2 separate regions of the Mus musculus genome follow, and region 2 is linked to region 1. A link is a contact called in public Hi-C data. All regions are on one chromosome and are shown on one strand. Each heading gives the region's core, a stretch centred on a gene start, on an enhancer-like site or on the middle of the called end of the contact. The rest is flanking DNA. Distances are from core to core; before and after follow the strand shown.

Region 1 (2,779 bases), core at 148-2,647:
CACCAGCCTTTAGAAAGTCTAATGACAGCTGTGTAGGAAAGTACACACCCACACAAAATTCCGAATCCATAGACAGTCGGGGAGTCAATGCACTAAAGCCACAGATGCCTTCTGCCCCGGTCTGGGGCCCAGGCTCGGCCACTAAGAGAGCCACTGAGTAAACAGGTAACATCTCTGTCTCAGTGGATAGACAGTCAAGCAACCCCCGTCAAAGGGGTCCAACCTCCTCTCCCCTCCACAGTGCTGGAGCTGTATGGGAGGTTGAAGACAGCAGAATGGAGAAAGTGTGGTAGAAAGCAAGACAAAGCTGAGGGAGGATTTCACCACTGCTGTCTGTCTGTATGCCAGGTGCACCTCTCCTTTGGAGAGAAGCCCTCTGGGGTTCTCATCCTGTGGGCTGTGTGTAAACTGTTGGGGTAGTGACAGCATTGACCCCAGAGAGGAATGGGATGTCAATGAGTTAGTTACATATGTGAAAAGCCTGGAGCAGTGCCTGGCGGACAGCACACACTTGGTTGCACTGGCTACCTTGGTTATCACAAGAACCTCCTTATCCTCATAATCAAAACGAGGAGAGGGGACAGAGAGGTTAAATTTTTGTTGGAAGCCACCCCGCTAACTAGTGATGAAGTGAAGGTCCAAGCCTTTCTGGCTCCATATCACCAGCATTTAGCTTGCCGGATTATTGCTGGATAGCTCTAGGAGGGTGCTCATTGGCCTCTCTGACACATTTGGCAGGTTTTTGGACAGGTGTCACTGTGCAGACCTCCCCCCTGACACCTAGGGCCTTGCCAAGAGCCATGGTGTCACCAATGACCATTCAGGACTATTGTCCTGGTGTGGTTGTCTTCCCTGTGCCACAACCTGCAGAAAAGTCTAGAAGCTGATGCTGCCCAACTTTGAATGACACTGCCAGTTAAAAAAAAAGGCTGCACTGACCTGATGTCTTAGAAAGGCAGCACTGGATTCCTAAGCTCTCTCTTCACAGTTACCTTTCTTCAGTTTGATGTCAGCTATAATGTGAGTGGAAAAGAAAGTTATGCACTTCAGAAATACAGTGCTGCCTCCCAGAAAGACCCGCTCACTGGGTGCTGTGGCGTCAGAAGCATGGCTGGGCGATCCTGTGCTTTAAGCGGCAGCAGTGCAGTACACGTGGATATTGTAGTATATGTTCATGTAAGACTCATTTTTTGCTGAAGATGCCTTGAAATAACTCGGAATCTCTTAGGAGTGACTTGTCTAGACATATTGGAACCGGTATAGAAATGTATTTTAAACCTCCTGTGAGTACTATTCTGTTCATGATAGCTTAGCCAGAACCAAGGACATGCATCTCAGGCTTGGCCCAGTAGAGGGAAGCCGACCACTTTGGGCAAGCACACCCCACTCTGGGAAGGTCTCACAGCTCCGGTTCTCCACAAGCACGGGCAGAGCTCAGCAGCCAGCACCACCCACCAGAGCCGCCTGCTCAAGGGCAGGTGGGATCCGGAGCTCACTGTGCTGGCCACAGAGATAAGTGTGCAGCTGCTTCCCTCTTCCCGTGACCTTCACCTTGAACTAGCCGAGGGAAAACAACTCAGGAGCATGTCTCCAGCTAAGAGAGTGAGTTCTTAGCCCTTGGCCTCTTGACTTGGGTGCATCTCACTCTGCCTCTGGGCCCAGGACTCCTCCTCTGTGCATTGGCAGATGGCCTGAAACTTGAAGTTCCTTCCATGACCTCATGATTGTTGGTTGAAGCTAACACCTTGCTAGGGATTGGGGGAAGAAGTGTCATTGAAGAGTGTCATCATCTACAGCGCTGCCAGCTTGCTTTCTTTACTATGTGGTCTTGACATGGCACCAACAACCTGAAGGGATGGCCAGGGCTGGTTCAGCTGAAGTGTAGCAGTGGTCTTCAGGAACACGCACGCACACACACTCGCACACGCACACACACAGCATTCCGACTGCCCTGTGACTCCTGCTGGAAAATGGACCTACTGTAGACCCTAGGGCATGGGGCTATCAAAGAGTGGCTGAGAAAGGGCAGTTACCCTTCAGTATCCACCTGCTTCGTTAAGGCCCTGGACTGTGGCAAGCATCCACTTTACCACTGAGACAGCTGTTCTAGCCATAAGATTGTATGTTGATATGCTAATGCCGTGGCTTAGTTAAAACATGAAAGCTAACTTCGGCTTGGAAACTAAAAATTGTCGAAGCCCATCCGTGCTTCAACTGTGTTTCTGTTGGACAGAGAACAGGATAAAGGGCTTGAATGGCCACTGTTTCTGCCACCCTGGCTCTGCCTATCATTTGCTGCCAAAGCCTTGACAGTTTGAAATGTTCAAAATCCATCAGGAACTCCTAGCCATGTGACTCCTGGAATAGCACAGTGGCTGCCTTCCTCTGTGCAAAGGCTCTATTCTGGGTTCTGTCACTGTGTCACATACTGAGATCATCCGATCCCCTGAGAATGGAATGCCCACACTCAACCCTGAAACAGGCACCAGAGAAATACCAGTGTGTATTAAACAGCAATTCTGCCTCGTAGTAATAGAGCCACGCCCCTTAGAAGTCATGAGCTTCAGAGAGTCTGCAGGTGCATGAGGAAAGCACGGCCATCAAGTTCTTGGTCAGATGAATAATTGAGTAGCTGGAAAGGCCAAGGAAGACCATTGTGCACAGCCGCACAGTGGAGCTGCCTGACAACAGTACTCAGAAAATACAGCCTGCACTGCTGTCACCTTGAGGGGATGCAGTGTGATGTTAGAAGAGGAGCTTCTAGCTCCTAAAGTCTCCT
Region 2 (2,735 bases), core at 88-2,587, 430 kb after region 1:
CAGGCTCCATCATGGAGGCTCTAAAGGGCAAGTCAGTGAATGAGTAAGGAACTTTTGAGAGGTCTTCCAGTATTTGCTAGATAAATCCTGGTCCCAAACCAATCCCCGCAAAACCCAGCGAGATTCTTCTCCCTCTCTGTCCTTCACCTCTCCCTTTCTGCTGAATTCCTTTGTGGAGCTCCTTTTCCGGGAGTGGGGAACCCTGGCTCCATCCATATCTGTTGATCTCCGTGGCGACAGGATGCCAGGAAAGGCAGGATTGTCTTCAATGCAACTGTGAGTTGCTGAGGGCCCTGACTTCCTAAACAAATGGCTTTCCCTGAAGGAAGAAGGCACATATCTCTGCAGCATCCAATGCCATGGTACCCCTGGTGAAAGGGCCTCTGGCACTGGCAAGGCCTCCTGAGATCACTCTGGGGCTCAGTCCCTCTGGCAGCCCTCTTGACACAGGGCAGTTGGGTCTACTCACCATTCTCTGCATGTTGGCTGCAGGAGGGTGGACCCGGCTGCGCAGTCGGTTGTGTGCGGTGAGGATTAAGAAACTCTCCTTCCTGCTCAGGGCTGGAGGCCAGGAGAGAAGGTTAGGCCGATGACCAGAGGCTCCTGGGACATCGCCATAGCCAGCTGAGGGTGACCCCACCCCAGGAACACAGATCTGAGATGAGGAGGGGCAGTGGTAGCTGTGTAGGAGAGAACTCCCATTATAGAGATGGAGGGAGGCCAGGAGAGAGATAGGAAGATGGGTGAGGATGGGCAAAGTGTAGAACAATGGCATAAGTGACTGGCTTAGGTGTGGGAAGATGATGGGGGTGGAGGGGTTCGGGGTAATGAATGACTCAGCCCTGGACTAGAAGCAGGCCTTTCTACCGATGTGTTTCTTTTGAGGTTTTAGCTGCAGGCTCTAACCGGTATCTTTCCTTAACATCCACCCTGGACCCATCTGCTTCATTCTTCTTCCTTCCCAGTATCCTTCCATCCTCCCCACCATCATCCTAATGCCCCCCCCCCATCATATCACATCAGCATAACACAGGGCTCAGTCCTGGGTACCTGACTTCTAGAAATCCCTCGCTACCCTCTCTCAGGCTCACAACAGCATCTCTACTTCCGTCTTTGCCCAGGTGTTCCTTACCTTGCAGAGTGGGATCTTGCTTTGGCTGGGGTGGTTGAACCTCTGTCCATGTGATGCCAAGGAGAGACAGGAGCAGAAGCAAGAGACCGAGCCATCGGCTCTGGCTTCCCAGCCACAGGGAGGGCTCCGGCTGAATCATTGGCCTGCCGGATGCTGCAGACATGGCTTCTCTCAGCTGTCCAGCTAGCCTCCCCGTGTTCATGAAGCTATTCACAAGTCTCGGAGTCAGGCTAAGCTGCCAGTCAAAAGGAGGAGGCTAGTGAATCATCACTGTCTCCAAACCAGCCTCCCCTCCTTGGTGCACTGACTTCAAAAGAGACATAGAACCCTTCTTCTAAACGCCTCCTTCCTCCAGCCTCAGTGTCTGGCCAGCCCGCTCCGCAAGAAAAAGCAGGGCAGTGTGCACTGACCTGTGGCCCCTGCTAATCATTGTAGGATTATTAGCACCCTCAGGGAGCCCCCAAAGACCCTGCTGATTGGCCTACAGACATTCCAGGGCTGTGGGATTAGCGACTAATGACTGTACCCTGGCAGGGACAGTGTCCTCCAAGCCCATGGACAGCTTCCACTCCTCAGCCCCAGTCATGGGGAGGAGGCTGGGACTTTGGCAGTGGGCCAGTAAAGCAGGCAGGACCTGGGCAGGACCCCAGGGGAGTTCTCTCCTTTCTTAGGAAGCTCATCCCAACCCCCCTAGCCATGAATTAAACATAAAGCAGGAAGTAACTATTCGCCAGACAGATGCCACCAGACGGGATCACAGAGGAACTCGCTGGGGACTGCACCTTCAGGGAGAAAGGTGTGCCTTTTATGTCAGGGCAGTGTGAGAGGATGAGGCTAGTCCCAGGATCCATCATGCTTACCCATGTGACTTTGGGCTAAGATGGGGGCAGGCAGACAAAGAGGAGGGCATGTGATGGATGCCCTTGGCTGACTTAAGTCCTGCGGTGAACAAGCCTGCCTCTAGACAAACAGTGGAACAGGAAGGCGGCAACTTGCCATGGTATTTAGGGCCTAGCTGAAGCCTGCGTGATCCTATCAGGATCACTGAGTATCTAGTACAGCCAAATCAAAAAAGGTTGACATGTAGACCATAGTCAAATGACCAGGGAGGGTACTCGGCCATTCTAGAGCACAGCCTTACAAGCTAATACTTTGTCCTTCTGAAGTTGGTGTGGTCCCTGACCCTAGAGTCAGTGCTATCTCAGATGTCACCTCTTTGGAGATTCTGCTAGGGCACAGGTGGGCTACATGGACTTCTGGAGAAACGCTGATGGGATATGAATGTCATCATGGATGTCAGGCAGTGGGGACAAGGCCAGGCAGCAAGTGTACAGTGTTGTACAATACCCAGAGTCTCAGGATCCTCTGTCTCGAATAGATGGCCTGAGCGCACCACAGTGGGTCCAAGCCATGATTAGTAACAGCTGCATTTTTATTTGTAAAAAAAATTGCTATTACATATATATATGAATACAGGTGCTACCTCATGTGTATGTAGAGGTCAGAGGACAACTAGAGAGAGAGACAGAGACAGAGAGACAGAGAGACAGAGACAGAGAGACAGAGACAGAGAGACAGAGAGAGGCTTTTCTCCTTCCACTGT

The links. A called contact is a pair of places that touch in the nucleus more often than the background predicts.
Region 2: a contact with region 1 is called in a Hi-C map of the N1E-115 cell line, with 5 times the contacts expected there. The contact joins the promoter of Clec18a here to the enhancer-like site in region 1. A contact is called at or near these places in 4 of 39 promoter capture datasets (embryonic stem cells, liver, pre-B cells and 1 more), 1 of 15 datasets of contacts at CTCF or cohesin (embryonic stem cells), 5 of 484 Hi-C or Micro-C datasets (the HL-1 cell line, the N1E-115 cell line, cumulus cells and 2 more), 1 of 115 datasets of contacts at active chromatin or transcription factors (astrocytes) and 1 of 9 other capture datasets (embryonic stem cells).

The regions. Positions count from the first base shown.
Region 1 is chr8:110,649,629-110,652,407 of GRCm38.p6, forward strand. The region is part of intron 10 of Vac14 (Vac14 homolog (S. cerevisiae)); the gene reads left to right. Among named protein-coding and RNA genes, the nearest start is that of n-TGgcc10, 20 kb to the left of the region's middle. Within about 2 kb of position 1,398, at least 22 of the 459 cell types and tissues checked have an H3K27ac peak or open chromatin away from gene starts, as enhancers often do.
Region 2 is chr8:111,080,371-111,083,105 of GRCm38.p6, forward strand. Clec18a (C-type lectin domain family 18, member A) reads right to left here and starts at 1,338. Exons shown (of 12, transcript NM_181549.3): 1 at 1,133-1,338; 2 at 470-561. The coding sequence starts at 1,271.